Regions from separate parts of the Sus scrofa genome. Here region 2 is linked to region 1. Evidence: chromatin contacts called from public Hi-C data. All regions are on one chromosome and are shown on one strand. The core of a region is the stretch at or near the end of the contact, and the rest is flanking DNA. Distances in the headings are between cores, read along the strand shown. Region 1 overlaps NRP1 (neuropilin-1). Region 2 has its middle 530 kb from the start of NRP1.

What was found. A called contact is a pair of places that touch in the nucleus more often than the background predicts.
Region 2: a Hi-C map of liver shows a contact between it and region 1, with 2.6 times the contacts expected there. The contact joins two enhancer-like sites. A contact is called at or near these places in 4 of 47 Hi-C or Micro-C datasets (embryonic fibroblasts, liver, skeletal muscle and 1 more) and 1 of 2 datasets of contacts at active chromatin or transcription factors (skeletal muscle).

Annotation. Positions count from the first base shown.
Region 1 is chr10:56,410,376-56,412,968 of Sscrofa11.1, forward strand. The region is part of intron 3 of NRP1 (neuropilin-1); the gene reads right to left. Among named protein-coding and RNA genes, the nearest start is that of NRP1, 19 kb to the right of the region's middle. Within about 2 kb of position 1,291, at least 18 of the 83 cell types and tissues checked have an H3K27ac peak or open chromatin away from gene starts, as enhancers often do. A contact at or near this core is called in liver, where this site is marked.
Region 2 is chr10:56,962,037-56,964,629 of Sscrofa11.1, forward strand. No RefSeq gene overlaps it. Among named protein-coding and RNA genes, the nearest start is that of NRP1, 530 kb to the left of the region's middle. Within about 2 kb of position 1,310, at least 10 of the 83 cell types and tissues checked have an H3K27ac peak or open chromatin away from gene starts, as enhancers often do. A contact at or near this core is called in liver, where this site is marked.

The DNA.
Region 1 (2,593 bases), core at 41-2,540:
AGAGATATAACAGAAACATCCAGAAATCCCCCAGAGAACTTGGGCAAGGTGGTGGCATCAAGAAGCTGGAAGAAATGTGGACACGAGCTACGGTGGCTGGGGTGCTTGCTGTGATGGGGGTGGCTGGGCACCCGTGACCGCTTTGTCCCTTCCTCTTGGGTTGACGCTTGCCCATGGTGACACGTAGTGTTGAGAAACCCTTAGGAAAGAGTGTCATGGTGAGAGAGGTGTGAGCCAGGGGAACAGCTGAGACCCTCCCGGTCCACTTCGGGAAACACCCTGGGCTGCCTCAGCCGGACCCCCTTCCAGGACAGCCTCTTTCTGGGGTTGCTCCAAGACACAGGACTGGGTTTTCACATGGTGACCTGGACAAACATGTCTACACCCCTGTGCATGGGAAGCATCCCGTGTTGCCCTCTCTAAGAGAGAAGTTCATGGTCAACATCTTCCCCAGCAAGCCTGCTGTGACCTTAACATGTGCAGTTACTGGGGCTGCCAGCTGGAATGGAAGGAGGCTCTAAATTATTTGTGTGAAATTTATGTAAAGGTAGTTTGGATACGAGCCCAGATATGAATCTTCAATAGACAACGTTTACAGAGTTGTGACACAAAGTCCCAAGAGTTGTGGGGAATGTCAGAACAACTCAGCAATCCGGACATAGGCCTACAATATTAATATGTTTTATGCCTCTGACTCCAAAACAGATTATGGAAGGGACGGGGAAGCAGAAAGAAGAGCTTTCCGGCAACTGCACCTCTGCATTTTTTAAATTTTTTTTTTTTTTTTTTTTGAGATTTGGCTAAAGCTACTCTCATGGAGAAATTCTAGGCTTCTCAAAAGAGTTTTTAGGAGCAAAAATATAAGTTTGACTCTGCTACCCAAGAAGAGGAAGGGTTTACCACCTGGATGAGAAGCCTAAGTGTGCATGTTCAGAGTCCAATTAAGTTAGATCTTTGCCCGGGTTTGGTTCTTCTGGGCTAGATAAACACCTGCGCTGGATGTCAGTTGGCCAGTTCAGTTCAGCAAATATTAAATGAGCAGCTGTTACAGGGAACGCACTGGGTGAGGCCAGTCAAGATCACCTAGAAAGAAGTTGGACGTTTAAGTCCAATGCTTAGGCCACATTGGAATGGGCTGAAATTTGGGTATCGTCTGAGTAGAGTGGCTCCAAAAGGCAATTCAGGGAGAAGATATCTGGGGCAAAGGCAAGACCTTGGCAAAGGCCTGTATTTGAATGTTGGAGGAAAAGAGAAACCGGTCAAAAAGGGAAGTGGTCAGAGATGTGGAGATAAAACCAAGATGGTGCAGCGGCATGAACTGCAGGAGAGAAGAAAGCTTTCGGGTTGCGATGGTGTGGTGCCAAGGCTGAAGAAATTCGGGGCAAGCGAAGGCCAGGGGTGTGGGGCGTGCGAAGAGGAAGTGCCATCTAACATTTGAGCAAACGAGTCAGTCTAGCGGAGGGGACAGAAACTAGGCTGAGAAGGGTCAAGGAAATAAGTCCTGGGCTGCAGGTGCCACATACGAAGCCCTTGGCAGTTACAGGAAAGGGAGAGAGAGGTGAACGATTCGTGTGGAGGGTAACAGGTCCAAGGACATTTTTTTTTGCACTCATGACTGCCCAGTCCGAAAGAATCTGTTTGACCCAGAACACCCACATGGTCGCACAAGAAGGAACGCTGAGCTCCCGGCCACACACACAGCAGTGGTCATATCAAAAGAGAACAGTGCTGGGGGGACTTGAGAGGCTGCAGATATAATTTTATCACATCAGGCCATTCTGGAGGGTGAGGAGGGGAGAAGGGGCTAAAATAATAACTTCTTCTCAGCTATCATGCTAAAGGCCTTCCTGGGAGGTGGTTTTTTGTTTTTGTCTTTTAACGGAGGCTACTGAAAACCACCCCCATCGCTTTTGGCAAACTGGTCCCAACCAGACGTGGGGGAGGGAGATGGCAGAGGGAAGGGGCCGAGGGTGCCAGAAACGGAGGGAAGAGGGAAGGCGAGGAGGGCCCGTCAGTTTAAAAACATTTATTTTGCCAGCTGCTTTTCCCTGCACTTTTTTTATTTTTGTCTTTTGAGGGCCACACCCGAGGGATACGGATGTTCCCAGGGTTGAATCGGAGCTGTAGCCACCAGCCTATGCCACAGCCACAGCAATGCCAGATTCAAGCCGCACCTGCAACCTACATCACATCTCATGGCAACGCCGGATCCCTAACCCACTGAGCGAGGCCAGGGATCAAACCTGCGTCCTCATGGATACTAATCAGATTCTTTTCTGCTGAGCCACGATGGGAACTCCTACAATTTTTAAAAATTAAAGTATAGTTGATTTACATTGTTGTGCCAATTCATGCTGTATAGCAAAGTGACTCTGTCATACACACACACACACACACACACACACACTCTTTTTATATATTATTTTCCATCGTGGTCTATCCCAGGACATTGGATATAGTTCCCTGTGCTATAGAGTAGGACCTTGTTGTTATCCATTCTAAATGTGACAGTTTGCACCTACTAACTCTGGACTCCCTCCGTCCATCCTACGCCCTCTGCCTCCCCCTTGGCAACCACAAGTCCGTTCTCTAT
Region 2 (2,593 bases), core at 60-2,559, 550 kb after region 1:
TAAATTGTTAGAAACAAAAACTTTTCCTTTCGATAAAACCCTTATGACCCCCCAGGTTCAGCACAACGGGTTTCACGTTCTGATTGAGCTATTTACCGACTGGCAAGTCACAAACTCGGGGAGGTCCAGTTTCCTCATGCATAACACTGGACTTTCATTTCTCAAACATGCTTCACAGGGTTTAGGGCTGGAAAAAGAAGAGAGTGTTGTGCGAATTGTAAAGCAACACATACACAAGGCCACCAAGTAACATGGGCGCCAAGAGCCAGCGGGGCACTCTGATGGCCGGTTCAGATTTTGTGGACAGGCTTTGGTGGCTTGGACCCGAGGGCCAGCTCCTTGGGCTCAGTTGGAAGGCAAGCCCACGCCAGTAACATAAAGGAAGGCTTGGCGAGAAAGATCCCACACAATATCACTTATTTGTGGACTCTAAAATACGGCACAGATGAACCTGTCTACAGAACAGACACAGACGCAGGGACACAGAGGGCAGTCTCATGGTTGTCAAGGGGGAGGGGGAGGGAGTGGGATGGACCGGGAGTTTGGGGTTAGGAGATGCATTTAGAAAGAATAAGCAATGAGGTCCTGCTGTACAGCACAGGGAACTATATCCAAGCACTGGTGATAGAACATGATAGAAGATAATGTGAGAAAAATAATGTGTGTACATATATATATATGGTCACTATGCTGTGTAGCAGAAATGGACAGAACATTGAAAATCAACTATAATAGGAAAAATTTTTAATTAGAAAAAGAAATAAAAAAAGGTGGCTTAGAGACAGTTGCACGTCAGCATGTGCAGGATAAATTCATGACCCCACAAGCCAAGATCAAAGCTTTGCATTGTTCCAAAATCCCCAGCCTTTCAGGGGAGCCATTCTCCAACCCCTTTCTGGGTTGTCAGGCTAACATGTTCCCCCCATTTCATCTCAGCATAAACAACTGTGCTAAGTGTGTTGCCGCTGACGAGAGCCGAGTAGAAGCAAGTCAGATACGAACTGAACCCAGAAACTGGGTCATTAGCCAGGTCGCCTTGGTTTAGAAATCCGGGCTGTTTCCTTCTTGTCACTTGCCAGCAATTTATGGCACTCCCGTCCTTGTAGTTTGCAGTCGGCTGGGCCCTGAGCCACGTGAGACTGTTTTTAATGGCAAAATCTTCAAAGTTGTGCTTAAAATATTTGCATCATAAAATCCCTCCTGGAAGCCAAACTTGGGTTTCAGGAGGCGCCTCCGAGCAAGCAGGGACTCGCCTTCGGAGCCTGGAGAAGGGCTCCTGCTCCAGCACCACCTCCCTGCCGCTGACCTGCCCAAGTCAATGACACCCCAGGAGGAGAGTCAGATCACTGGGGGACAGCGCAGAGCTGGGAGCAAACTCCGAACAGCTTTTCGGAGCCAACGACAGTGAGAGATGACTCAGCAGTTAGTTGAGCAATTCAAAAAAGTGTGTTTTTCACACATTTAATTGATCCTGTGAGGATGAGCAATTGTTCAACCTCACTCTGGGAAGCCGAAGTTCTTGTTTCTTGCACTTTTCTCCTGGGCCCGGCATGATATGGACACATCTGGGGAGTGACAGGCTACCCTACAGGTAACTCGCTTTAAAAACATTAAAAAGGAGGGAGTTCCCACTGTGGCACAGCAGGCAAAGGAGCCAGCATTGTCTCTGCAGCAACACAGGTTCCATCCCCGGCCTGGCACAGTGGGTTAAGGATCTGCATTGCCACAGCATAGGTCTCAGCAGTGCTGCTTGGATTGGATCCCTGGCCTAGGAACTTCCATATGCCGTGGGTGCTACCAAAAGAAAAAAAAAAAAAAAAAAATTTGAAAAGGAGGAAAAAAACCCTGATCATTGAAATTTAACCTGAAAAGGGAGGAAACCAAAAAACAACAATAACAAAAAAAGGAGTTCCCATCACGGTGCAGTGGGAATGAATCTGACTAGGAACCATGAGGTTGCAAGTTCGATCCCTGGCCTTGTTCAATGGGTTAAGGATCCGGTGTTGCCATGAGCTGTGGTGTAAGGTGCCGTCGAGGCTCGGATCTGGCGTTGCTATGGCTGTGGCGCAGGCCAGCAGAAAGGAAGGAAAAAAAAAAAAAAACCTCACAAGGAAAAAGTCATTATCCTTTTTAGCAAAGATGTTTACTCTTCCCTGACCCATAATGGTTTATGAAAACAAAACTATTATAGGGCTGAACTTAAGAAAACGAAATTTCTGGATAAAGGACACCCATCAATTTATACTTTGCTGCATGGAATACAAAAGCTGAGCGAAAAGAGAAAGGAGGCAGAGGAAGAGGCAGGCTGCCTGGGAAGAGAATGAATCTGGGAGGGAAGGAGCCATCTAATGGGAAAATAAGCCCCTCCTCCTGTGTGGGGTGCAATGCTAATCCCACCTTTCCCCCACGAAATCCGAAGTAAAATGTCAGTTTCTTGTTAAAAAAAGAAAGAAGAAGCTTATGCTCAGAATCACAACGCTCATCCTCCACGCATTTTTTTTTAAAGTCAATTTAATTCAACCAGCTTTGCGATCTAATCATTACTCAGAGCTGAAGGTGGTTTTCCATTAATGTATCTCCGTCACTCTCACTT